Regions from separate parts of the Pan troglodytes genome. Here region 1 is linked to region 2. Evidence: chromatin contacts called from public Hi-C data. All regions are on one chromosome and are shown on one strand. The core of a region is the stretch at or near the end of the contact, and the rest is flanking DNA. Distances in the headings are between cores, read along the strand shown.

Region 1 (4,707 bases), core at 1,431-3,930, 200 kb after region 2:
CAGGGGACGCAGTGCTGATGGAGATGTCCAAAGCTATGGCACGAGGCGTCATCCAAGTGACAGGCAACTGAGCCAGCTCCTCAGAGCAGAGCGCTGTCATTGTCCCTTCTCAGAGAGGACACCCAGGGCCAGAGGCAAAGGAGGAAAGCACAAGTAGGTCTGCTAGGAACTAATTTAAAGAAGCAAGTCAGCTGGGCTCGGTGGCTCACACCTATACTCCCAGTGCTTTGGGAGGCCAAGGCAGGAGGATCACGAGCCCAGGCATTCAAGGCCAGCCTGAGCAGCATGGCAAGACCCTATCTCTACAAACAAAAATTAAAAAAAAAAAAAAAAAAAAAAAAGAACAAGTCTCTGGGGCCTGTGCAGAGGGCAGCAGGGTGACTGGGCCCCCGGAGATTTGGATTGGGATATTCAACACGTGCCTCGGAGAATGAAAATACAGTCAGGTTTGGGAACAACCACTGCAACCCCAGGGGTTGAAATATGCCCCCCATCTAACTGCCCACTGCTCGGGGCTTCTGAACGTTTCAGCCCCTCCATTATAAATAAGAGAACAGGAAACCCAGGATTGCCCTCCCCACCAAAGGTGTATCTGTAGGAATGTTCAACATAGCCTTGTTTTTTGTTTGTTTTTTTTTGAGACAGAGTCTCTCTCTGTCACCCAGACTGGAGTGCAGTGGCACAATCTCGGCTCACTAAAACCTTTGTCTCTCAGGTTCAAGCGATTCTCCAGCCTCAGCCTCCTGAGTAGCTGGGATTACAGGTGCCTGCCACGACACTTGACTAATTTTTGTATTTTTAGTAGAGATGGGGTTTTGCCATCTTGGCCAGGCTGGTCTCGAACTCCTGACCTCAGGTGATATGCCTGTCTCAGCCTCTCACAGTGCTAGGATTACAGGCATGAACCACCGCGCCCAGACACCATGGCCTTGTTTTTAAGAGTGAACATGTGGCAGCCGCTGCCACATGCAGCTACAGGGGACTGGGTCAGTCATTTTTGATGGTTTAAAGTGCAATGGAACTCCATGCAACTGTCAGAATTAGTGAAATAAATCTATAGGTCCTGGACCTTGAACTGCCCAAAACTTAATATATTGTTAAATATATATACACACACAGACATATAATATGTACATTATGATCCCATTTACATAAAACTATATGTAGGTAAATGTGTGTAGATACATATATATGGGTGTGAATATAAATATATATAAATACACACACACACACAGAGCACCATAATAAAGTTCACCAAAATGCTAATAACAGTGATCTCTTCATAATGGAATTTGAATCATTTTTTCTTCACTTTCTTCTTGGTATTTTTCTACATTGTTTAAAATTTCACAATAAGTGTATATAATTTTAATGAAGCAATTATTTTTAAAAAAATAATTGTGCAGGAGGTTTCAGAGTAAGTTGATGTCCACAAAGTGCTTAAGAGACTGTCACTTTGGCCGGGCGCAGTGGCTCACGTCTGTAATCCCAGCACTTTGGGAGGACAAGGCCGGAGGATCACCTGAAGTCAGGAGTTTGAGACCAGCCTGGCCAACATGGTGAAACCCCATCTCTACTAAAAATACAAAAATTAGCCGGGCATGGTGGCGAGCACCTGTAATCTTAGCTACTCAGGAGACTCAGGCAGGAAAATTGCTTGAACCCGGGTGGTGGAGGTTACAATGAGCCGAGATCGCACCATTGCACTCCAGCCTGGGCAATAAGAGCGAGACTCTGTCTCAAAAAAAAGGAGAGACTGTCACTTAGCCCCCCCATGGTGATGGAGGCCTGAGTCAGGGAGAGGTTGGGGAGGTGGGCTAAGGACTCTCTCGAGCTATGACTGAGAGCTCTCCTGTCCCCTCCCTGAGCCCTGAGGCAGGACTGGCTATATTTTTGTGGGGTTCAGTGCAAAATGAAAATGTGGGCCCCTTGTTCAAAAGGTATTAAGAATTCCAAGATAGTGACAACAGAGTATGAAGCCAAGTGCAAGGGCTCATCTGGGCATGGGACCCCGTGTGACTCCACAGGTCACAAGCCCATGAGGCTGGCCCTGCCTGGCAGGACCATGTGAGCAAATTACAGAGCAGGGGATGAGGCCAGGAAAATGGTCAAGGAGGAGCTGGTCTGGGCCTTAAGATGCCATGGACCCACACAGACCCTTTCAGTTGACCAGGAATCTTGCCAGAACAAACCTTATAAACATTCATGCTTGTGCATTTGAAACCGTGGCTCCTGAGATGTTAAAGGCCCAGTGGCAGGTTCCAAGGGCCCTGAGTCATTGGGCAGCTTTAATTAGCAAGAATTAGAGTCAGGAGGGGCTTAAGCTCAGGCCAGGCAGGTGGGCCTGGAGGGCTGCTTGTAGGAGGTGGCTTCTGCCTGCTGTGTGGAATCCCGGGGCTGGCCAGAGGGAACCTCCTCCAGGAACCTTCCACCCCCAGCCCCCGGAAGCTGCTGGTGCCCCTTGGCCCAGCCTGCTACCTTCCCCCAAGTCTCTGTTGGGGCAGTCACCCCAACACGTCACAACGTGGCTGCTCCCGGGGAAACCTGCTCCTGCGCCTCCCACCACCATGTCCCACCCCCGCACCTCCTGGTTCCTGGGCACCACAAAGAGAGCCTGTGTTGAGGCCCAGCCGCGCTGAGCGTGCAGACAGCCTACACCTCCCGTAGGCCACACGGCACAAAGGCTGGTCTGTGTGGCCTGGCCTGGAGGGCCCACCGCCTCCCTTCCTCCACCAGGCACTGGGATCAAGTCATCAAAGGTCCCAGGAGGCTGCCAGGCTGGCTGGACAGCCGAGGAGACAAGAGCTGCTCAGCTGACCCTGCCAGACTCCAGTGTGTCCAGCAAGCAGCAGCCACTTCCAGGCTCACGGGCACTCACTGGCGACGTGTGCGCAGCCTCCAGCCTCTCTGAAGGCTCCTCACCCCTCTAAGTTCAGCTGAAGGGCTTATTCAGGCTCTCCCCTAATCAGGGCCCCTGCCACCAGCCTTTCCCCACCCTGCAACCCACCAGTGATGGGTACAAAGATGTGCCATCACTCCCACTGTCTGTAGAACAGCCCAGAACTGATGAGGGTTTAATGCTGTCCACAGCAAACCTCACCAATAAGAGTTTGGCTTATGTCCTCAGATGATTCCAACAGAATGGAGTCCAGGCGCCCACACTAGTAACAGGCTTTTAATGCAGCCACTGTTGGCTCCCTGTCTCCTGTCCCCCTTTCCCCTCCCCTCCCTTGTGCCTCTGGGAATCACCTGACACATAAACCTCCTGTGCCCAGATCCTTGTCTCAGAACTGCCATTCCAAGTCTCTCCCAGCCTTGATCTCACCCCCCTGCTTCATTCATATGTGCAAAGGCTGGGCATGGTGGCTCATGCCTGTAATCCCAGCGCTTTGGCAGACTGAGGCAGAAGAACCACTTGAGCCCAGGAGTTCAACACCAGCCTAGACAACATCTCGAGTCCCTGTCTCTACAATAAAATAGACAAATTAACCAGGTGCGGTGGCATACACTTGTAGTCCCAGCTAATCAGGAGGCTGAGGCAGAGGATCACTCAAGCACAGGAGTTCAAGGCTGCAGTGAGCTATGACTGTGCCACTGCACTCCAGCCTGGGTGACAGAGCAAGACCCTGTCTCTAAAAATAAATAAATAAATAATCATAGCTGCAACACACATGTGTCCCATGCCTGTTAGGTGTACGTGGAGGGGGAGTTTGGGTGAGGGGAGATCCCTGCAGTGGCCCCTGCCGCCCTTTTCCTCCATGGGTTTCCTTTTATGGGAAAAGAGAAAGAAAGTAGAATCTATGGAGACAAAAAAATGGGAGAAAGGGGCAAGGGGAGGGAGAAGGAGTGGGTGGTATAGAGGGACACCACCTCCAGGGGACAAGCCAGGGAGGGGCAGCCCCTCCCTCTCTCCACTCAGCTGCTTCTCCAGGAAGCCCCTTTATCCACACCGGGCTCCCCTGAGTCCTGCTCATAAAGGCATTTAGGACTCAGCTGGACTCCGCAGGGTGAGTGGTGTGCTGGTTAGGGTATTTCCATCCGCTTCCCGAACATTCCCTGCCTGGCCCTACCCCCTGGAAGGCTGAGCCCTCGGGACCGCACTGCCTGGGATCCCTGGTCCTCCACTTCCTGGTTGATCCAGCCAATAGCCGACAGTGGCAGGAGATGGGGGTTGTGGGGGGTGGGGCAGTGGGGAGGCAAAGTGTAGAATATTTATCCCCCACATTCTTCTCTCCCTCCCTCCCCATGGTTCTGGCAGGGGCTTCAGTCGGTGGCCCTCCTCCACGCTGCCCTTCTCCCCAGCAGCTGGAAACACTCTTCCATGGCCTTCCACTGGAGGGCATAACAGCTCCCCACTGCTGCTAGTGCCTGCGTGCCTCAACATCCCTTGTTTCCCTAAACTCAGACCAGGAGCAGACCCTCCATTAAGAAAATCTCTTTTGAAATCCCTTGAGGTACCACGGTTTTCTGTTGATGCCCTAACAGAGTCAGGTGCCTCAGAGTCACCTCCAAGCAACTCCTGGAAGCCCCTGGCTCCAGCAACGTGGCAAATATCAGTATTCAGCTCAGATGACCTGGGTTCGAATCTGAACTTCACCATTTACTTCCAAGTTGCGTGGCTTCTCTCAGCCTTTGTTTCTGCATCTGGAAAATGGGCGTGATCACGGCAGTGCTAAATGTCTCAGAATTCTCAATGTGGCAAATAAC
Region 2 (4,861 bases), core at 136-2,635:
CCCCACCTTCCTCCCGTGTCCAGCACCCCCCAACAAAAGCATCCCAACTGAACAGCCAACACTTGTGGCTCCTTCCTACAAGTGCTGGGTCTCCACAGCTTTCCTCGCAAATCGAAGCTAACAGGAGCCCCGATTTGCAGACCAGGAAATGGAGACCCCGAACGAAACAACTTGGTCGGGGTCACCCTCGCCAGCCGGGACACTCTAGAGCTAAAACTCGCGACTTATCATTCGGAGAGGGGTCCCTGAAGCATTGCGGGCGCCCTACTGGAAGCGCAGACCCCGGCCTGCCTCCCCTAATCAGGGCGCAGCGGGAGAGCCGGCCGGGCCGGGGCGGGCACCAGGCCGGGTGCCAGAGCGCTTGGCCGGCCCGGAGGTGTCCGCTTCCGCCCGGGGCTGGCACCGCCGGCCCATTCATCGTGGCCGCGGGCGGGGCGGGCCCCGGGCGCCCTCGTCCCCCCGCCGGGAGCCCTCGAGCTAGGCTCCGCGCAGCCCAGCCGGGGAAACGGTGGCCCCGGCCCCGCCGCCAGGGGGAGCAGGGAGCCGCCTCCCGCACTCCGGGAAGTTGCCACCGCGGCCGCCCGGCGTCCGTACCATGGACAGACCCGGTCCCTGCGCCGCGAGCCCTGCGACCCCGGCCCACCCCGTCGGGGACCGTCCCAGCCCCGCGAAGCGCCAGCGGGCCGCGGCCCAGGACCGGCGCGCTCGGCCCGTGGGCCCCCATTCAATCCCGCCCTCCTCCCCTCGGCCGGCCTCCGCCGCCTTCCGCCCGCACCCCCACCCCTCCGGCCCGGACTCCAGCCCGGCAACGTCATCCGGCGGCTTCCCGAAACTTAACCCCTTCCTCCGCCAGCTGTGCGCCGCCCCGCCCCGCCGCCAACTTTCTTCGCCCAACTTCGGAGCGCGCTGGCCGGCCCGACGGCCCTGCCGGGAGGGAGGGAGGCAGGGAGCGGTCGCCACGTCGCGCCCGCCTGCCGCCGCAGCTCCCCCGACGGCGAGGGCCGCGGGGTCCACACCACGGGGCGCGCCCTGCCTACGCCCCGGTACGGCGCTTGCCCGGCACCCCCGCCCCGAGTCCGACCCCGACCCCGATGGTGCACGGCCGCGGCGGCGGGCGGCGGGCGGCGGGCGGGCCGGGGGAGGGGCCGCCGAGGAGACGTGTCACTCGCGGCGCAGCGCGGCCGGCCCCGGCCCCCCGACGGCCCAGCCCGCGCGCGGCCGCTGCAGGGCCCGGCCAAGTTTCTTACCTGCAGCCAGAGACGCGAGAGGGAAAGCGAGAGGGCAGGAGCCGCCGCCTTCGCAGCCGCCGCGGAGCCGGGAGAGAGGAGCCGGCCAAGCCTCCGCCAAGAAACCGCCCCCGAGCAGCTGTAGACGCTGCGACCCTGACGCCGCCCGCCCCGTCTGCCGTCCGCTCCGGCCGCTTGCTGGCTGCGTGCGCGCGTGTGGAGTCGTGGCACTTTCTGCCTCAGAGCTGGCGAACGGCCCCCTCCGCCGGGATCGCCGCCTCCTGCCTTCCCCACCCGGGCCAGCCATTCATCGAGCCGCCTCTTTCCATTGGTCCGCACCCCGCCACTCTGCCGGTCGCTGGCCAGTCAGGACGCGGGTGGCCGAGCCGCGGCGGCGGCCATTGGGCAGAGAGGAGGGTCTCCACCTCGGCCAATGGGAGAGGGGAGGAGCTGCGGGGAGGTGAAGGGGGCAGGGCCGGGAGAGGCGGGGCCGAGCGGCGCGGCGCTCGGCCGTGCGCGGGGCGGAGCGGAGCAGGAACGCCCCGCCCACCGAGGGGGGGGTCTCCGGCCAGCTCCGCCCACTCTGGGCCCGCGGCTCTCCCAGCAGTCTCTGACTAGGATCCGGCTCTGCCTAGGCGGGAAGCAGAAGGTTCGGGTCCCGGCGGCCCCGGGCCTGCGCCTCTGGATACCGCTGGGCTGACATGGCGGTGGCTGAACAGGGTTGCGCAACCGCGAACAGCCAAGGAAGCTGCTTTATTTAAACCCAACTAACTTCCCCCGAAGCAGCGCCCCCTCGGGCCGCCGGGTATGAGGACAAGCTCTGCTGGGGGTCAGCCCAGGGAGAGCAAGTTCTTATCATCAAAGAGATTGCAATCAGCACCAGAAGGAATTTCCTTGAGTAAATGGAGGAATTGGGGTGAAAGAGCCAGAAAGTGCACGAGGAATTGAAGCGGATGTCATCGCCCTCGTTGTTAGGGAGGGTACAACTGAGGCACGGTCTATTTAAGATACTCAACCAAATCACAGCCGGCAGAGCAATAATTACAATCCACTCTGTGGCGTTTTATTCCATGCGTTGGGGAAGGTGAGAGGTTCTAACCTAAGAAAACTCATCCGTGTCCCACAAAACGGAGCAACTGGTACTTCCTCATTCCCTGACTTTCTCCCCAATGTCAGCCGACACTCAGTCTTCATAATTAGTCAAGTCTTTAAATTAAAATAATTTTAGGCTTGATTTTTAACCATTATGTCAGCGTCTCTTAAAGCCAACCCTTTGAACTTGAGCCAAAGCCAGCTTCTTTGGAATTTTGGATTCTGAGCAACCAAAGGCTGCCTAGACTGCCCCACATCACTTCCCTAGCTCCCGTTGCTGCAGAATCCCGTGCCTAACATCTATTTCTTGGACAATTTTCAATCTTCCCTGTCCCCATTTGTCACTAGTACTGTACTAGCTGTTGTTAGAAAGATGTGAAAAATACAAGCCTTCATGGGGAATAAAGAGCGATTGGGTTGAAATTAAACTGGTCATTCCTATTTTTAATCTTGGCGGTTCCTTAGCCCATTAATGATTAATCAGCAGGAATTAACCTGGATTAACTCTTGAACACTCAGTCATTTTCCAGCAGTGAGACCCGGCTTCAAATGAAAGTCAAGAATCCCAGCTTCTGGCTGGCAATTGCTACCAATGAGTCCTACTTGACCAGGGCTGGGCCATCTAACTTTTCTGAACATGGGTATACTCCTTTAGGACAATCACTCCTTCCTCTGGGTTTCAGGGAGGAAATTCACTCATTCATTCATTCATTCATTCATTCACCGGTGTTTGTGGAGTGCCCGGTATACAGTGCTAAGCTGGGCAAGCAGCCTAGAATGACACATAGGTCCAGTGAAGACCCAGCTGCCCTCAAGGGCCTGTCCAGGGACAGGGACCTCCTTTATCCTGTTCACTGTTTATCTTTTTCCAGAAGCAGATCCTGGCAGTAGGGTTTGTTCAATCATTCATTTGGGGGATAATCATAAGAAACATTGGTGGAGAAGTGGGATGAGCAAGAGCCAATAAGGGGACCAACATCAAGCCTGTGACTGGTGTGGGCACACAGGGCTCGGCGTCTCTGGGGATGCTGTGAAACTGTGTAGAACACACCCCAGAGACGTCCCAGCTGAGGGGTGAGGACCTGGTTATTTATCCAGCCACTCCCAGTCCTCAATGGTTAACGGCTCCTTCTGGGGGGACTTTAACCCCCGCCCCCATCAAGCTGGAGAAAGCCTTGCAGCAAGAAGCCCTTGGCAGAATGGTGAGTGCCTGGAGGCATGTCGAGGGCCACAGCAGTGTCTCCCACACTGTGAACCATAGTCCGACATAGCACCTGCACAGAATAGAGGCTTGTGAATATACGTGTTCTGTAAATATTGTCCCATGAGCGATAACATTACAAAGTCCTTAGGAGTGAGGAGTGTTTACAGAAAAGGGGCTCCCTGTTTGTTCCCTTACATAACTTAACATTTGATTTGGCCTCAACACAACATTTGTTTCGGGATGGAAGAGCAGCCCTGTCTGAGCCTTTGCATTTCCTCTGTCCTTGCCCCTTATCTGCCAACAGCCAGCCCCAATGTGCTGTGAAGACTTCCAGCCTCATCATCCTCATGCCCTTTGAGCAAAGAAATCAGTCCTGCTGCACCAGGCTCTGTCAGGGCTGATCTGCACACCCTCAGGGTGGCCCGACTTTGACAGCCACTGCTGTGCCTGTGGACACCCATCTTTAAGCCCCTGCAGCCTCGTCAGCTCTCCCAAGGCATATCTGGGAAAAACCAGATCCATCCCTAGGACTAGATGGACAAGGGTTGCCTGTGGTGGGAGTGAGAGGCATCCCCCCAGGCTCAAGTCTTCTGCTAAATCATGCAGCCCTCCAGCAGCACGAGAAAGCCCATCCCACAGTCCAGCCTCCAGGCTGGGGCTCTCAGATGGGAACAGGTCATTTCAACACAAAGTCAGCAGTCTGGGAGCCCCCAGCTGGGGGAGTTACCCCACCCTGAGGGGAGCAGAGGCTGACAGCAGAGGTGTGAAGAAGTGGGAGGTAGCCAGGCCAAAAAGGGCACACTGGCGAGGAATAGCATGGGCAAAGTAAGGCATGATGTTAGCCAGGTGTGGTGGTGTGCCCATGCAGCTCCAGCTAGCAGCAGGACTGCTTGAGCCCAGGAGTTCCAGGTTGGAAGAAGAAGAAGAAGAAGAAGGAGAAGGAGAAGGAGAAGGAGAAGAAGAAGACAGAGAAAGAGAAGGAGGAGAGGGGGAGGTGGAGGGAGAGGATGATCTGAGATCACATCATCTCAGTTTATCTGTTGAACAACTCAGTTGTTGGCAAAGCCTGAAGGGCAAGGGAGAGGCTGGGAAGAGCTGGTTCTACACAGGTGATCATAAGGGAAACAGGGAACTTCCCTGGGGTGGTGCAGATGTTTCATATCTTGATTATAGTGATGGCTGTGGTAAAACTCATCGGATTGTACACTCTTAAAAAGAGTACATTTGGTTTGGAAGCAAATTATGCTTCAATCAACCTGACTCAAAAAAAGGATGTATTTGGTTTTAGTTGTGTATTAAAAACAAAGCATTATTATTAGAAAAAAATTAAACATACAAG

What was found. Hi-C and Micro-C count contacts between places; a contact is called where the count stands out from the background.
Region 1: a Hi-C map of stem cell-derived neural progenitor cells shows a contact between it and region 2, with 2.4 times the contacts expected there. The contact joins the enhancer-like site here to the promoter of RRBP1 in region 2. A contact is called at or near these places in 2 of 7 Hi-C or Micro-C datasets (induced pluripotent stem cells and stem cell-derived neural progenitor cells) and 1 of 1 datasets of contacts at active chromatin or transcription factors (stem cell-derived excitatory neurons).

Annotation. Positions count from the first base shown.
Region 1 is chr21:24,396,926-24,401,632 of NHGRI_mPanTro3-v2.0_pri, forward strand. It overlaps LOC129138238 (a long non-coding RNA gene), which reads right to left. Exons shown (of 2, transcript XR_008541383.2): 2 at 1-4,707. Among named protein-coding and RNA genes, the nearest start is that of SNX5, 87 kb to the right of the region's middle. Within about 2 kb of position 2,681, at least 9 of the 24 cell types and tissues checked have an H3K27ac peak or open chromatin away from gene starts, as enhancers often do. A contact at or near this core is called in induced pluripotent stem cells and stem cell-derived neural progenitor cells, where this site is marked.
Region 2 is chr21:24,198,741-24,203,601 of NHGRI_mPanTro3-v2.0_pri, forward strand. RRBP1 (ribosome binding protein 1) reads right to left here and starts at 1,386. Exons shown (of 26, transcript XM_063803129.1): 1 at 1,248-1,386.